Regions from separate parts of the Macaca mulatta genome. Here region 2 is linked to region 1. Evidence: chromatin contacts called from public Hi-C data. All regions are on one chromosome and are shown on one strand. Each heading gives the region's core, a stretch centred on a gene start, on an enhancer-like site or on the middle of the called end of the contact. The rest is flanking DNA. Distances are from core to core; before and after follow the strand shown.

What was found. Hi-C and Micro-C count contacts between places; a contact is called where the count stands out from the background.
Region 2: a contact with region 1 is called in a Hi-C map of cortical neurons, with 3 times the contacts expected there. The contact joins the promoter of LCOR here to the enhancer-like site in region 1. A contact is called at or near these places in 4 of 14 Hi-C or Micro-C datasets (blood, cortical neurons, fetal cortical plate and 1 more).

What each region holds. Positions count from the first base shown.
Region 1 is chr9:108,655,538-108,662,723 of T2T-MMU8v2.0, reverse strand. It overlaps PIK3AP1 (phosphoinositide-3-kinase adaptor protein 1), which reads left to right. Exons shown (of 17, transcript NM_001266956.1): 8 at 1-147. Among named protein-coding and RNA genes, the nearest start is that of TM9SF3, 56 kb to the right of the region's middle. Within about 2 kb of position 5,568, at least 6 of the 40 cell types and tissues checked have an H3K27ac peak or open chromatin away from gene starts, as enhancers often do. A contact at or near this core is called in cortical neurons, where this site is marked.
Region 2 is chr9:108,864,539-108,872,281 of T2T-MMU8v2.0, reverse strand. LCOR (ligand dependent nuclear receptor corepressor) reads right to left here and starts at 2,860. Exons shown (of 6, transcript XM_077946998.1): 1 at 2,763-2,860. MIR607 (microRNA mir-607) reads right to left here and starts at 6,537; the gene lies at 6,443-6,537.

The sequences.
Region 1 (7,186 bases), core at 4,319-6,818:
TGCAAGGGGAGGAGGCTGACGCTGTGTACGAGTCCATGGCCCACCTTTCCACAGACCTGCTCATGAAATGCTCGCTCAACCCCGGCTGTGACGAGGATCTCTATGAGTCCATGGCTGCCTTCGTCCCAGCTGCCACTGAAGACCTCTGTAAGTAGCACGACCCAGTTCTGCTTCCACCTTTCTGCTGAGAAACAGCTTTTCTCATTCCAGTTGACGACAGCGTGGGGCAGTCCCTACTTACCCTCACTTCACCCCAGAGAGATGAAGGTCCTGTTTTACACAAAGCTAGGGCTGGAGTCATGGCTGTGACAAGCAGAATTCTTCTCCAAACTTCCTCTGTTGTGACTGCTGGGAGAGTTTAAGCAAATATCTGGAAGTCAGAATTGATGAAGTCATTGCCTCATGATCTGAGAGGCCAAATTGGTGGCTCTCAGCCCTCAGTCTCCATGGGTCCTTTTTATAACAAACATGTTGTAATACCCCCTTTCCTACTCTGACATGAGATTTATATATTATATAACCTACCTACATATAAAATTCTCAGAAATCAAATATACTGCCCTAATTGAAATAGGAAAGAGAAATTAAAGAAGAGGACATGCTCAAACATGCCTGCATCAGAAGTCATGACAAAATAGTCAGATGCAGACACACTCAGAATCACTGTGAACATTACGGCTTCAAACGTTGACTGACACACGTCTGCAGTCTTGGTGGCTCAAATGATGGGAACAATGTTGGCACTGGCATCCGGATTTTCCTAGATGATGAACAACTCTATGATTTCCTTTCCATTTTCATAGAAATTGAATTTCTAACAAATTAAGTGCAAAAATAAGATGTGTTTATATGTGAAACAGTTTAGGTTCTAGGCTCAGAAAATAATAAGCAGATTTTTTGAGGGCGAGGGGTAATTTGATCTTATTGCATTAATATATAGTAAACTTATTTTCAAAATATTCTTCAGGATCATGATTTTTCTTGTAAACTGTTTACAAACTTTGCCCATATTTTATTATCTTGTTTTTTCCAATGCAAAGTAATACATTTTGACAAAAGTGAATGAGCAGTAAAAGTTCCCCTCCAGCACCTAAACTCAAAACAAAATAGGAACGTATAACTGAGTTGAGAGAAGTTATGTGACTTGTGACTCCCAGCCAATATGGCATTAGTAATAATTAGTAATAAAATGATAGGTATATTTGTTTATATTTTTGCTTGTATCTGCTGACATTAAATTTAAAAATATACACATACATGTACAGATACACAGATGTGCAGAAATATACATAAAGGTATAAATATGTATCATAAGTGCTTTTTAAAACTTAAATGTATGTCTAGAGGAATATTTGAAAGTCACGAGGGACGTGAAACACCTCTTCAATGGGCAGGGCTGTCCCACACATGGCAGGATGTCTAGGGTCCTTCCCCCTTTTACTAAATGCCATCTCCTTGGTGACCACCCAAAACACCCTCATAGATTTTTCCAAATGCCCCAGGGGGGCAGTGCCACCACCCTTGAGAACCACTGATCTAGGTAACAGTGGATGTGATCTCCACGCACATACTGGAGTTGAAGCAGGAGACCCACACAGCAGGCCCTCTAAGAGGCTTATTCATGTGTTACCATCATTCGCTATCAAATGCTAAGCATGCGGAGGCACCACTGGAGACTTAACCCTCCTTCCCTATGGGTTTCATTAATAGATTCAAGAAAGAGAAGTATCCACCAAGGTATCAACATTATGGATGGGGAAGTTTCTGGAATGGGCTAGATTGAGTATTACAAGCCTTCAGCCTGAAAAGAAGACAGTAGGGCCCTGGGCCCACAGGGAGGCGGGCCTGACTTTCCCATCCGTGAACTCATGGAAGAGCAGGCGCCAACAGGGTGCCTTGGAGAGAAGGCATAGGTTGATCAGAGGGCCAGAGGCAGTCTCTGATGCCAGCAAGCCTTTGACACCGATCCCAGAACCTGCAAGATGTGGTCCAGTGGTTGTTTAGGTGTTTGTCAGTTAGATTGGGTGCTCCTTTAGGGGAAAGAGCAATAAAAGCTCCCTCCAGCACCTAACTGGGAGGCTTGGAAGTGCTGGGGGAAGCTCTTCCCAAATGAGCTGTGCCTTGACATGGATGTGGGGAGAGAAAGCACCATCACTACCATCCACACCCTTGATCTCACTGAAGTCCGAAAGCTACCCACTAGGATGCTTTTCTTACCTGCACTTTACAAATGGGGAAACAGAGGCACAGAGGGACTGAACATTCCCAAAGTGTCACAGCCAATCAGTGATAGAGCCCAGATTTGAATCCAGATTTCTCTGTCATTAGGACCATATTCTGTATACTGTGGCAGAAATTGTTATCCAACACCACGCATTTTAGTCGTGGTTCCTTTTGGAAAAACCATCTAGCCTCTATAGCCTTTCTTCCCCTATCTGCAACTCCAGATATTGGATAACAAAGCAGCCTCTGGCGCCCCCTAGCCTTGCCCATCATCCTATCCATATACCCAATAAGCATTTCTGGAGCATCTAGCACATTTCAGTTACTGATCTCTTCTGGTTGTTGGAGATACAGGCAGGGAAGTGGGTAGGACCAATCCTTTCCATTGTGGAATAGGGACTCACTCACAAAAGAACACTTGGAGAACCACCAGTACCCACTTGAATCTGGAGACTGCATCATCCTTTCTGCCCTGTGTCTTTGCTATGAAACTACTGGACAGTTAAAGAAAGCCCTACTTTATTGGCAGTTTAGGGTTGACAGAGCCTTACACTTGTCCCCCTGGATATTCTAACACATGCCATGCTCCCACCACAGCACTGGAAACCTTCAGGGAATGCCAAAGGTGTCTCTCCCATTATTCCTGGTCTGCTGGGCCCCTCACAGCAGGATCGGTGAGGTTTACCAGGGCTTCCCAAGGCAGCAGTGTGCTGTGGAGCTAGCCTGGTTTGTAGCCAACTGGCAACTTGTAAAGTCACCCGGGCCAGGGGGCTTCTGGGTGCCGTGGAGCTGGAAGGAGGCCACCAGTGGGGGAGGCAGGCTGTCACATTTGGCTGCTTTTTGCATAGGAAAAGGAAACTCACCGCATTTTTCTTTTTCCTTCCTTCCTTGCTGCCTGCCTTCCTTCTTTTTTTTTTTTTTTTTGAGACAAGTTCTGGCTCTATTGCTCAGGCTAGAGTGCAGTGGCACAATCCCAGCAATCCCAGCTCCCTGTAACCACTGCCTCCCGGCTCAAGCCGTCCTCCCACCTAAGCCTCCCGAGTTACTGGGACTACAGGCATGAACCACCATGCCCAGTTAATTTTTTGTATTTTTCATATAGATGGGATTTTGTGATGTTGCCCAGGCTGGTCTTGAACTTGTCAGCTCAAGCAATCCGTCTGCCTTGGCTTCCCAAACCAAAGTGTTCCAAGTTATTCCAAGTGCTGCCAGGTGTTCCAAGTTATTACTCTGCTGGGATTACAGGCGTGAGCCACCGTGGCTGGCCCACATTTTTCATTTCCCCGATTATATGAACTCTGAATTTTCTGACTCTAGACATGGTTTGGTTTGTGTTTCTGTCCCTGTGGCTGTCAAGTTTAACCTTGAGAATGATCGCTTACCTCCTGGCTCAGAAGCAGCAGCAACTTGGACTTGGGGAGGAATAATTCATTTTCCTAAGGGTGGCTCAGTAGGTGACAAGGTAGCTTAATTCATAAAGAAGTAGGATAAAGGACAAACTGCTAAATCTAAAATGCGTATTTGCAGCACCCCCCAGCAGAGTAATAACTTGGAACACCTGGCAGCCCTTTCAAAGTCCACGGACTGCCTGTGTCTCCGTGATCTCACCTGACCACCCTAGGGTTTAGTGCATAGGATGATCTCTGTTTCACAGGAAAGAAAACTAAGGCTCCAAGATTTAGTAACTTACCTAAGTCCCATCAAGGGAGGACTGGATCAGGAATCTGTGTCTTCGAATTCCCAGGAGGCAAATCTGTCTGCTGTCCCACTGGAATATAGGGCTCTCCTGGCCTGCCTTTCTAGGGTCTGCATTTGTCAGCCCTGAGATAGACACTTATACAGGGGCTATTTCTAAATGTCTAGATTGCCACATTTATCAGTGCCCCACCATTGACTGTGGTAACCCTAGAGGCTGAAAATAACCATATTAAGGAAATTAGGCTGTGTTCATTCACTCAGTCGCTTACTCATTGATTCGCTCACAGTACAAACATTATAGGGTGGCAGGCTTTAGGCCGGTTTCAGACCACTGCTTTGGAGATCACCTAACTGTTGTTGGGACAAATCTTTCTGACTTGAGTTTGGGAAAGGGGTGGTAATGAGGTTGCTTCTCCAAAGAGAATCCAAGGCAACCACCTGAGTTGGAAGGTTATAGGGGAAGCTCCCAGTGTTAACTGAAATGGGGTTGGAGAGAGGTGTTGGGTTCTGACCATGAGATCGTACAATTCTGCTCCAATCTCTCCTTCCCCTGAACTTGCTTGCGTGGGTGTACACACACACACACACACACACACACACGCACACACGTCACACTCACAACTCTTTAGTTTAGATATGCTGCCACCAGGTGGTAACTATGTGTCTTTGTTATCAAACCTTCAACTTTGCTCCCAATTCTCTTGAGAATTTTTTGATCAAGGCCCCACAGATCAGTCGGGCATGGTGGCTCATACCTGTAATCCCAGCATTTTGGGAGGCTGAGGCGGGAGGATTGCTTGAACCCAGGAATTTGAGACCAGCCTGGGCAGCATAGTAAGACCTCGTTTCTGCAAAAAAATTTTTAAAAATTAGCTGGGCATGGTGGCACATGCCTGTGGTCCCAGCTACTCAGGAGGCTCTGGTGGGAGAATTGCTTGAGCCTGGGCATTCAAGGCTGCAGTGAGCCATGACTGCGCCACTGCATTCCAGCCTGCTAACAAAATGGGACCCTGTCTCAAAAAAAAAAAAAAAAAAAAAAAAAGACCCCACATATTTAAAGCATCAACTTCCACACCTTATTATGTAAGAGATAAAATGTCTTTATTGAGGACAAGCTTATGCAAACATTAAATAAAACTCCAGGCAAATGTCCGTGGGTGCTTTCACTATCTCCTCATCTTTTTCTGTCTTAGTTCTTTGTCCCCTGCCCTTACCTTGGAGAATGATATGTTAACTCCTGGTGGTCCCTGGACCTAGGTGATTAATTTTGTGTTGAAAGCTTGCCCAGTGACTGGTCACCTCTCTGAGGCTCTGGGTAGAATGGCCTTGGGAGCCAGTTCTGGGAGGCCCTTGTCCAGTCTGTTTCCAAGGTAATCTGCTTTGTGGGTTGTAGCTTTGCTTCAATACCTGAGAGCCTCATTTTTCTTCCACAAAGCGAAAGGAACGAAAGGAGAAAGGTGTTATCATCTTGCCGTTAGAAACTGCAGACTCACTAATCAATCCCAGAGGACTGTTCTGCTCCATGTTACCCCTGCACTGAACTTTTCTTCTGAACCCCTGATCCCTACCTCATTGTTCTGTAGCTCAAGTGTTTATGTAGTGGAGAGCTGACTTAGCTCTAGCTAACTTGCCAGCTTCCCTTAGCAACCTCCTTGGTAACTGGCATCTTTGTAACAGATCATTTCCTGCAGTGTTTTCTTTACCTGATCTCTCTGATTACAGCCCCTCTCTGCAAGCTGGGTTCTGTCTGAGCTGGGGGCACACTTGGGGACTGTAAAGAACCTCACAGCCCAGCCCTGTAGGTCTGAAACCAACTGAAGGATGATTTGTATGCAAAATGACTACATTACTGGTTTGCTTATGAGACATACTGTCTTTCCTATCTGCATCCTTTTCTCTCAGGAGCCTCCCTCCCTGTGACTGCTGAGGCTCTGTCATCCTCCTGGCATCCCTTTTGGGAGGATTCTGGCGAGTAGAGCCAAGAGATGCCTCAAGACCCGTGGGCCTGGGTGCACAGCATGAATTCTCACCTGCAAGGACAGAATCCACTGGGGAGCAGGGAGATGAGCTCAGTGTACCTCCTGACTTCTTGTTGCTTTTTGCTCCTCCATAAATACACGAACTATGTTGGGGACATAGGGACTTAGTGAAAGCATGCTGGATTGAATGTTTTAAAAAGATAAAATCCCCATCGCCAGCAGCAACCTTGCTCCCCTCTGAACCTGCACAGCTTTCAGGTCATGCTTTCCTTGGGACACTGCACACACATCCCCTGGGGCTCTAGTTATATACAGGCTTCTCTGGTCACCCTCTCCTGGCCTCGATAGGAAGCATGTCTTACAGCTTTGTATCATCCACAATGCCCATCCCAGTGCTGTACACAATAGGTGTTCAACGATTTCTTGAATTTGAGCTACCAGAAAATAAGATGTAATTCTCGACTTTGTGGGTGGAATAGTGTGTCGGTATTCCAGTGCAAAGACCTCACCCGCCTCATAGGTGGTACTGAGACATCTGTTAGGTGTCCCCGAGTGTGGGACATCTCAGGGTGGCAGTAACTCCATTGGTCACTACAAGCTGCCTTTTCTTTCATGTTCCCATACACTTGATTCTTCCTTCTGCCTAAATTGCCTTTCTCTTTTCTCAGCTTGGGAAATGCCCAGATTCCTTCACAAAGCCCAGATGCCTTCATATTCATGTGTTCGTTTGTTTTTCCTTTATTAGTTTGTTCATTCATCCATTCAACAAATATTTATGAAACCTCTCGTGTTTAAATCACGCTGTGCTAGGTGATGATGAGTCATTAAACAAGCTGGCATGAAACTTGCCTTTCAAAGCTTACATTCTAGTGAGAGAGCTGGATGTTAAACAAAAACACCACATAACTGAATATATAACCACAAACTGTGACAGTGCTATGGAGGAAAAGAACACTGCTTTGAGAATGTAGGTGGGGCTGTGTTCAGGTGGGCTACCACATGGGACTCACTGCACAGCACCACAAATGCATCCCATAGACTCACTCCTGCATGACAGAGGGTCTTTGTGCTTGCCGGGGGTACTGTATTGAGGCATTTGTCTGCATAAGAAAACCACAGAACTTGTTTGCAGCTTCTCCTAAACTATTTATCCTCAGTCCTTTCTTCATTGCCAATGTCAACCATCACTCATTAGCCCTGTAACTTTACACTGCTATTCTCGTGTGTGTGTGTGTGTGTTTGTGTGTGTGTGTGTCTTAGTCTGTTTTCTGTTGCTATAACAGAAC
Region 2 (7,743 bases), core at 1,611-4,110, 210 kb before region 1:
AGCACTTTGGGAAGCCGAGGCAAGCGGATCAGGAGGTCAGGAGTTCGAGACCAGCCTGGCCAATATGGGGAAACCCCGTCTCCACTAAAAATTAGCTGGGCGTGGTGGCGCACGCCTGTAGTCCCAGCTACTCGGGAGGCTTAGGTAGAAGAACCCCTTGAACCTGGGAGGCGGAGGTTGCAGTGTGCCGAGATGGCGCAACTGCACTCCAGCCAGGGCAACAGAGCGAAACTCCGTCTCAAAAAAACAAACAAACAAAAAAGAACAACAACACACACACACCTTGTCAAGCAGCAGTAACTAATCACTAACTAGCAATGACTGATAAAATGGGGTCCCGAGGCAGGAGGCCAGGATTAAAAGCAAAGAGAATTAGAATAAGACACACTAATTAAAATCATCTAAACTAAAGCAACATGGAACTTAGAAAATCTACAGGACAGGACTACATTATAAATTTAAAAATCTTTCAAAGACTAAAAAGCCCTGCTGAAAAAACCAATCACTAACAAATGTGAAACATACAAGAACCAAAAATTATTCAAAACAATTCCAGCATTTGATACTAACCCACAATTCTGAAAACGCAATTTCATGCTTCTCAAAACCTGCTATATGCTCTCTTCTATGATAGTACGAAATAACAAGTAATTCAAAAAGTACTTAAACCGACGTGACATTTTAGTAAAAGTATAATAGGTTTGAAAGAATAAAACAAGTAGAGATAGAGCAGAGTACAGGATAACTGAGAGCCAAAAGGCTGTTTCCTGGAGGGCAGCACTGGTCTTGGATTGGCAGAAGGGGATTTTTAAAATATATTCATGAGATGAATTATACCAAAAAAATGACTCATGCCTTTATTATTTGCACAAGCATATGTTTGAAAATGCACTTTTAACCTTTGGACAACCAAAGTGGTATCACATACCTTAAAGCATTGTTGTCTATATTAATTTTGGTGTTACAGTCTAAATCCTTAACGAAACTCACGCTATACATGTTCGTAATGAAACCCTGTAGAAATGGAAAGGCGTATATTCTTCAAGTAAAGGTTACCTGATTTTTCACTTGTTTAAAGTTTCAGTTTTGCTTTTCAATCTATTATCGAAAACACCCCTTGTGGAACATTGTAAAGGGCAGACCCTCCTGTCAAGCCAGAAGGCTCAAACACAAAGACATTGAGCTAACCAAGTGCTGTAATTCTTCCAAACTGAGCCTCTCCACACCCCCTCCACCCTTCCCCCCAACAGATATGTCTATTAAATCAGTGTCTGTTCTCCCCCTCGCACAACAAAGAGAACTTCTCACCGCATGAAATTGCCGCTGAATGGACACCAGAAAGCAGGATTTGCATAATTCCTTCCAACGAAACCCTGTCGGGAAGGAGGGGATGAGGGGCCCAAGCGAACGGATAGATTCTCCTACATTCTGCCGGGAAGACCTGGTTCCCAAGAATATTCCCCTGGGGGAGACAGGGCTGGAATTCTGGGCCTCCCCGAGGACTGGGCGTGGGGGACAGCGGACGAGAGGGCATCTCCCCACACACCAGCAGCACCGAAGCAAAGACGGGGAAGTAACAATGCTGGAGGACAGGAGAGTCAGACACAAGGATGAACTGGGGCTAGGGGGCGGCGGGCGGAGCGGAGACACCACACGGGCCACTTACTTTTTGGAGGGGGGTTAAATATATGAGTTAAGCCCTTATGGTCCCGCCGGCCGCCGCACAGAGGGAAACGGGACCTTGGGAGAGAAAAACAGACAAAACACACAGTGTGAGAGGCGCAGCTCGGCCGCCCGGCCCCTCCCGGGACGCCCCCGTCCGCGCTCCCTCCGGCCCGCAGGGAAAAAGCCACCCGAGGGCGGCCCAAGGTCCAGGAGGCGGGGGGCGGACGGGGCATTCGGGCGAGGCTGCGGCTCCGGCCAATCCCCCGGAGGGGACGAGAGCTACCCCCGCCGAGGCTCCTCGGTCGGACCCAGTCCCACCCCCTCCTCCCCGCGGCACGACACCGAACACAAATACGCACACACCGACCCGTGCGTCGAGGATTAACTCCCCGGCCGCCGCCGCCCGCTGAGGAAGTGCAGCCGCTGCCCCCCGCGGCCATGACACCCCACTTGGCTCGGTCAGGCGCACCCGGGGACTGTGACAGCTCCAGCTCCCTCCGCCCCCATCTCCACCTCACGCTTCGCACACGCCCGAGCGCCGGGCGCCCGCCTGCCGCCCGCCGCGCGTGCACGCAGGGCTGGGGGCGCGCCCCGCGCGTGGGGGAGGGGTGGCGCGGGAGGAGGACGGCTGCGGCCGGAGCGCGGGTGGGGGCCGAGCACGGCCGCGCCCCTCCCGCCACCCCCACTACAGCGGCAGGGCCGCGGGGCGAGTCGCCACAATAAGACGGCGGCGGCGGCGGGCGCCGGGCCCGGAGCGGTAGCAAGAGCGGGAGCAGGGGCGGGAGCGGGGACGGAGGGGAGCCAGCGGGCGGGGATGGAGAGCGGGAGGGGGAGGAACACGCGCTGCCGCCGAGAGCCCGCCCCGGGGAGGCGCGCGGAGAGGAGGGGCCGGCGCGCGCTCGGCCGAACGGGGTAGCCTGCCTGGAGGTCGCGCGCGCTCGCACTCCGGGGGGTGGGGGAGGGGGGGACGCTCGAGCCAAAGAGGGCGGGCGGGCCGGAGCAGCAATTGCCACTTCCCCAGCTCCCTCCCTGGTCCGGGGCGGCCGGCGGCGGAGCGGCCGGAGGGGCGGCGGCGGTCGGCGGAGGGTCTCACCTACACAGTGAATGAGCTTGTGGCGCCACGAATCCAGTTCTTGCCGAAAGCCGCGTTTCTCAACGGAGCATTGCTGCCGCCTACACACCCTCGCCATCTTCTGCCGCCCGCCCGGCCCAGCCTCCGCCGCGGCCCCGCGCACGCCCAGCCGCGTCGCCCGGGGCCGCGCACGCACCCGCGGCCCGGGCGTCGCGCCTCCCGCCGGGGGCGGTGCGGGGGCAGGGCCGGCCTCACCTCACCGTGGCCCCGGCGTGGCCCGGGGGCGGCCTGGGCTCTCTCGCCCGCGCGCCGCCCGCCGCCCGCCGGGCTGCGATCCCGCCGTCCTTCTCCGCGGCTGCCGCCGCCTCTGGCCGCCCGGAACGGCGCCTTCCCACAGCCGGAGCTCAGCCCCGCCGGCCCCGCGCCGCCCTCGCACTGTCCCCCAAGGCCACGGCTGCCCCCGCCCTCCCCTGGGCTTTTTGTTTTTTACACCAGCCCCATTTATCACTTCCAATCTGCCTATCGCCCGGCACCAACTGTTGCAAGTTCCGTAATAACTGCTGCTATGAACTTCTCGGTCGAAACTGCTCCTCCCCAGAGCCTGTTTAAGAAGCAGAAATAAGAATAAATGCCCGGATGCCCGTGGATGCACTGAACTCTTAAGATTTTCAAAGGTGAAATGGAAACACGTTATTAAGTCATTGGGAGACTTAGCTAACATTGGGAAACCTAGTAAAAAGTGGAAATCAAGCGTTTTAAATTAAAAAAAAAAGTTTCTACTAGCAAGACTGATCATAGGCGAACTGTTCAGGGAATTTCGGAACATTGTGCTAAAGTGAGAATATTTAATATTTCCAAAAATAGACTTAACTAGGAATACTTAAAGCAGAGTATTGGAATTGCTTTAATTTGAGATTTCAGGAAAGGGCTTGAAGACAAATATTTTCGATGAGCAACCCTCTTGAAATAATTGAATCAGGCTACACAGAGCACTACCTGTTTCATTTAAACATAATGCTGGTCTTAATTTTGTGACTGTTACTTTGAAGAGACAGGGAAGATGGGGAACGAAAGGAGAAAGGGCAAAGAAATGAGGTGGAAAGAAAAAAGCAGAAGAGATCGCCCTATACCAGTAGGCCTAGTACCCTAGGATTTTGGCCTCTTTCTACCACCTTTGGTGTTTAAGATTAAAGACAGTGCATTACTGCTTTTAGAAATTTAAATTTAAGTTTGAAGACTTAATTTTAATTACTGTAGTAGGTAAAGCAAAGTCGTTAAATACTTGACATCAGGGATCCCATTGGTGTATTGATTTAGGTGTTTTCAAAGGTGGTTCTCCGCACCAGCCACTGGCGGAATGGCGTATCTACCAATAAACGGATGGACTGGGTGGGCCTCGGGTACGGGTGGCTTGAGATGCAAATGCGAGGGTAGGAAGGCACCTTCCCCTCCCCCTACTCCCACCCCACCCCGCCAATCTTAAAACATTGAGCTTTCTAAAATTCTCAAACGTCCACAGTATTTCGTTGGCTTAAGAGTACTGTCAAATGAAGACGCCAGAAGTATTGAGTTTCTGGGTACATAATACTGTTCTGAGTGTTGAGGGAAGAGAACTAATACGAGATTTTTAAAAATGGCTATGGACAACCATCCTTCAGGTGTGATGGCAGGACATGTTGTATCACCTGAAACTTCCTGTCTTCGCCGCTAGGTGGTGGGTTTGAGTCTTTTGCAGCCTTTAACCAAGTTTCTAAGGTGTTTGGAGGAGGTACGTTTCAGTTTCAAATAAATGAACAACGTGTAACTCTAAGATGAGCAAAAATGTATTTTCCAACCACTCCCACGTTAATTTGTTTAAAAAACAATCAAGCCAAGGGTAATAATTCCTCGACATAATCTCTTAGTTTCAGACGTATGGATTCAGACAATCCTAGAGGCTTCAGAGATCAATTCTGTACCTTAAGATATGAAATTGGAAGCCCAGACAAGTAAGGTGACTTGACCAAGATTACATGGTTGCTGGGTAGAGAAAGGGCAACAAAAGCCAGGAGACAAGATTCCCAATTTCCAATTTAATGCTAGTTCCACTACTCTACTTTGAAAAGTTCCAGTTTCTGCCTCACTTATTTTGAGTTGGGAACTAACTCATGATTGACCTGTCACAAAGACCTGTTTGGAAGAAAGGATAGGGAGGCAATAGTAACAGCTAATATTCATTGACCACCTACTATATGTTTATCATTGCAGCATTGTTTCATTCCATCCAAATAATAATGCTATGAGTAGATATTTACCACATTTTCCAAGTTAGGGACACAAGACTCAGATGAGTTAAATACGTTTGTCAAGATCACATAGCTACCAAATTCTAACTAAGATCTCTGTGACTCGACAACAACCCCTCTAAATTGTGTTAGAAGTAGAAAATTGGCTTGGCGTGGTGGCTCCTGCCTGTAATCTCAGCACTCTGGGAGGCTGAGGTGGGCAGATCACCTGAGGTCAGGAGTTCAAGACCAGCCTTGCCAACATGGTGAAACCCCATCTCTACTAAAAATACAAAAATTAGCCAGGCGTGGTGAAGGGCACCTGTAATCCCAGCTACTCAAGAGGCTGAGGCAGGAGAATCCTTCGAACCCGGGAAGCGGAGATTGCAGTGAGCCGAGATCGCACCACTGCACTCCAACCTGGGCGACAGAGTTGAGACTCCATCTTGATGAATAAATAATTAAGTAAATAAACAAATAAATAGTCTTATAAGTAGAAAATAGACTCTGCAACTGGGGGATTCATTTAATTCTACATGACATGTTCCGTGCACAGTTAAGCAGTTGGACAAACACTCTTGAGTTCCTATCACATGGCAGGCGGTGTCCTAGGCACCGAGGACACACAGATAGCTAAGACACAATTTCTGAACTCTGTTGCTTTGGGCTACTGTGAAAGAGGGCCTTAGCTGTAAACTCTTTTACATTCTAGGGAGGGGCAGGCAATATAACATGGCAGTTAATAGGATCTGAAGACAGCTGGGTTGGAATTCTGGCTCCATTTCTCAGTGGCTGTGTGACTTTGACAAATTAACTTTTCTGGTCATTAATTTCCTCATGTGAAAAAGAGGAGAATAATAGTCTACAAGACGGGGTTTACGTGAAAATGAAATGAAGCTATTCACGTACAGCGCTAGCACATTGTTAGCATGAAATGAGCATCTGTTCTCTGATTAGGCCTTCCTAAGCTCCTATCTCCTGGCCCAGTCTGCAGAATGATGGGAAACCAAGATGCTTCTGCAGTTTGGAGTCAATCTGTGAGAGTATGAAGGAATGACAGCAATGACCTCAGCCTTTGAAAACAACCTTCTCCAAGTCATATTTTATAGTTCTCACAATAGCAGAAAAGGAGTGTCAGAGAAGGGGAGTAGGACTTGGCTTATCAGCATTAGATCAACTACTACCCGGTGTCTTATTAAAGGTGGCATGCAACATAGAAATGATCTTTGACAAATGGGAGGATGAAATGATTGGGGCCTTCTAAAAAAAGTACGTCCTAATGGGAGGCTTTTTTAAAAAAAAAAGTCAACTTCAAATAAATTCCAATAAGCAACAGATGCTTTTTGAAGCATGTTTCAAAGATTATGTTATTTATTCTTCGAAACAACCCAGTCAAGTATCCCCATTTTATAACAGAGCACAGAGAGGTTAAGTAACTTGTCCAAAGTCACACAGGTTACAGATCTGGATTCAAACCCAGGCAGTCTGGCTACCTGGGTTCCAATCCAGATCTATAACCTGTGTGACTTTGGGCGAGTTACTTAAAGCCAGCTCTATAACCATCACACTATTTTTTGCCTCCTGTGCTATTTCGGGGAAATGAGACCTAGCAGCAGAGACGAGACCTAGCCAGACAGAAGGGAAGTCACGTCACTTGGTCACAAGGCTTTTGGTCTTTTTGAGAAACTACTCATGTAGTGGTTCTTTTTGCTTAATAAAAGACTTTCAAGCCAGGCGCGGTGGCTCACGCCTGTAATTTCAGCACTTTGGGAGGCCAAACCGGGAGGATCACATGAGGTCAGGAGTTCGAGACCAGCCTGGACAACATGGTGAAACCCCCGTCTCTACCAAAAATACAAAATAGCGGGTATGGTGGCGCACCTGTAATCCCAGCTTCTTTGGAGGCTGAAGCAGGAGAATCACTTGAAGCCGGGAGACAGAGGTTGCAGTGAGCTGATATCATGCCACTGCACTCCAGCCTGGGCAACACAGCAAGACCCTGCTTCAATAAGTAAATAAATACATAAATAACTTTCAGAGCTTCTCTCTTTTTAGCCTGCCTACTGTATGCCACTGGCCTAGGAAACTTTATGATTTTACTTTATGTTGTATGTGTGACATTTATTTTTCTTCTGTAGTTTTATTGAGATATATTTCACATACCATAATATTCTCTCATTTAAAGTGTCCATCTGAAAGCAGGCACAATGGAGGGTGGCAGTGAGAGGAGTGGCAGCTCTTGGCTTATTCATGGGCTCTTGGCTCTGGGTCTTTGGTGCATGTTTTAGTATGGTAGAAACGTTTGACTGTCCCAGCCGGATGCTGCCTTTCCACATAAATGAGATCTTTTCTGCCTGGCAACATGGTTTTACCCTCACATCCAAAAGCTCCTAGTTCCTACACAGCTACTGACTTGTCTGTTTTGAGGCAGTTCCCTTCTTGGAGGTTTCCTTGATACAGCTGTGGGTTTGGGTGCCCACTACCCCCATGTCACTAAGCTTGTTCTAGAGTTCTAGAACCATCAACCCCCGCCCCCCAACCACCACCAACTGCAAAAGATTCCTCTTGGGCTCTTTCCCCATTATCTTCATCCTACCAGTCAGAAAGGACGATCATTATTGGAGATCTACTGTTTACTAATATATTGGATGGAGGTGGTGCCCACCCTCTTGGCAGAGGAAAAGATTACAGCTACTAATGCCTCTGACACCAGCCTGAACCAGTGTTTTAGTATCAAAGGCA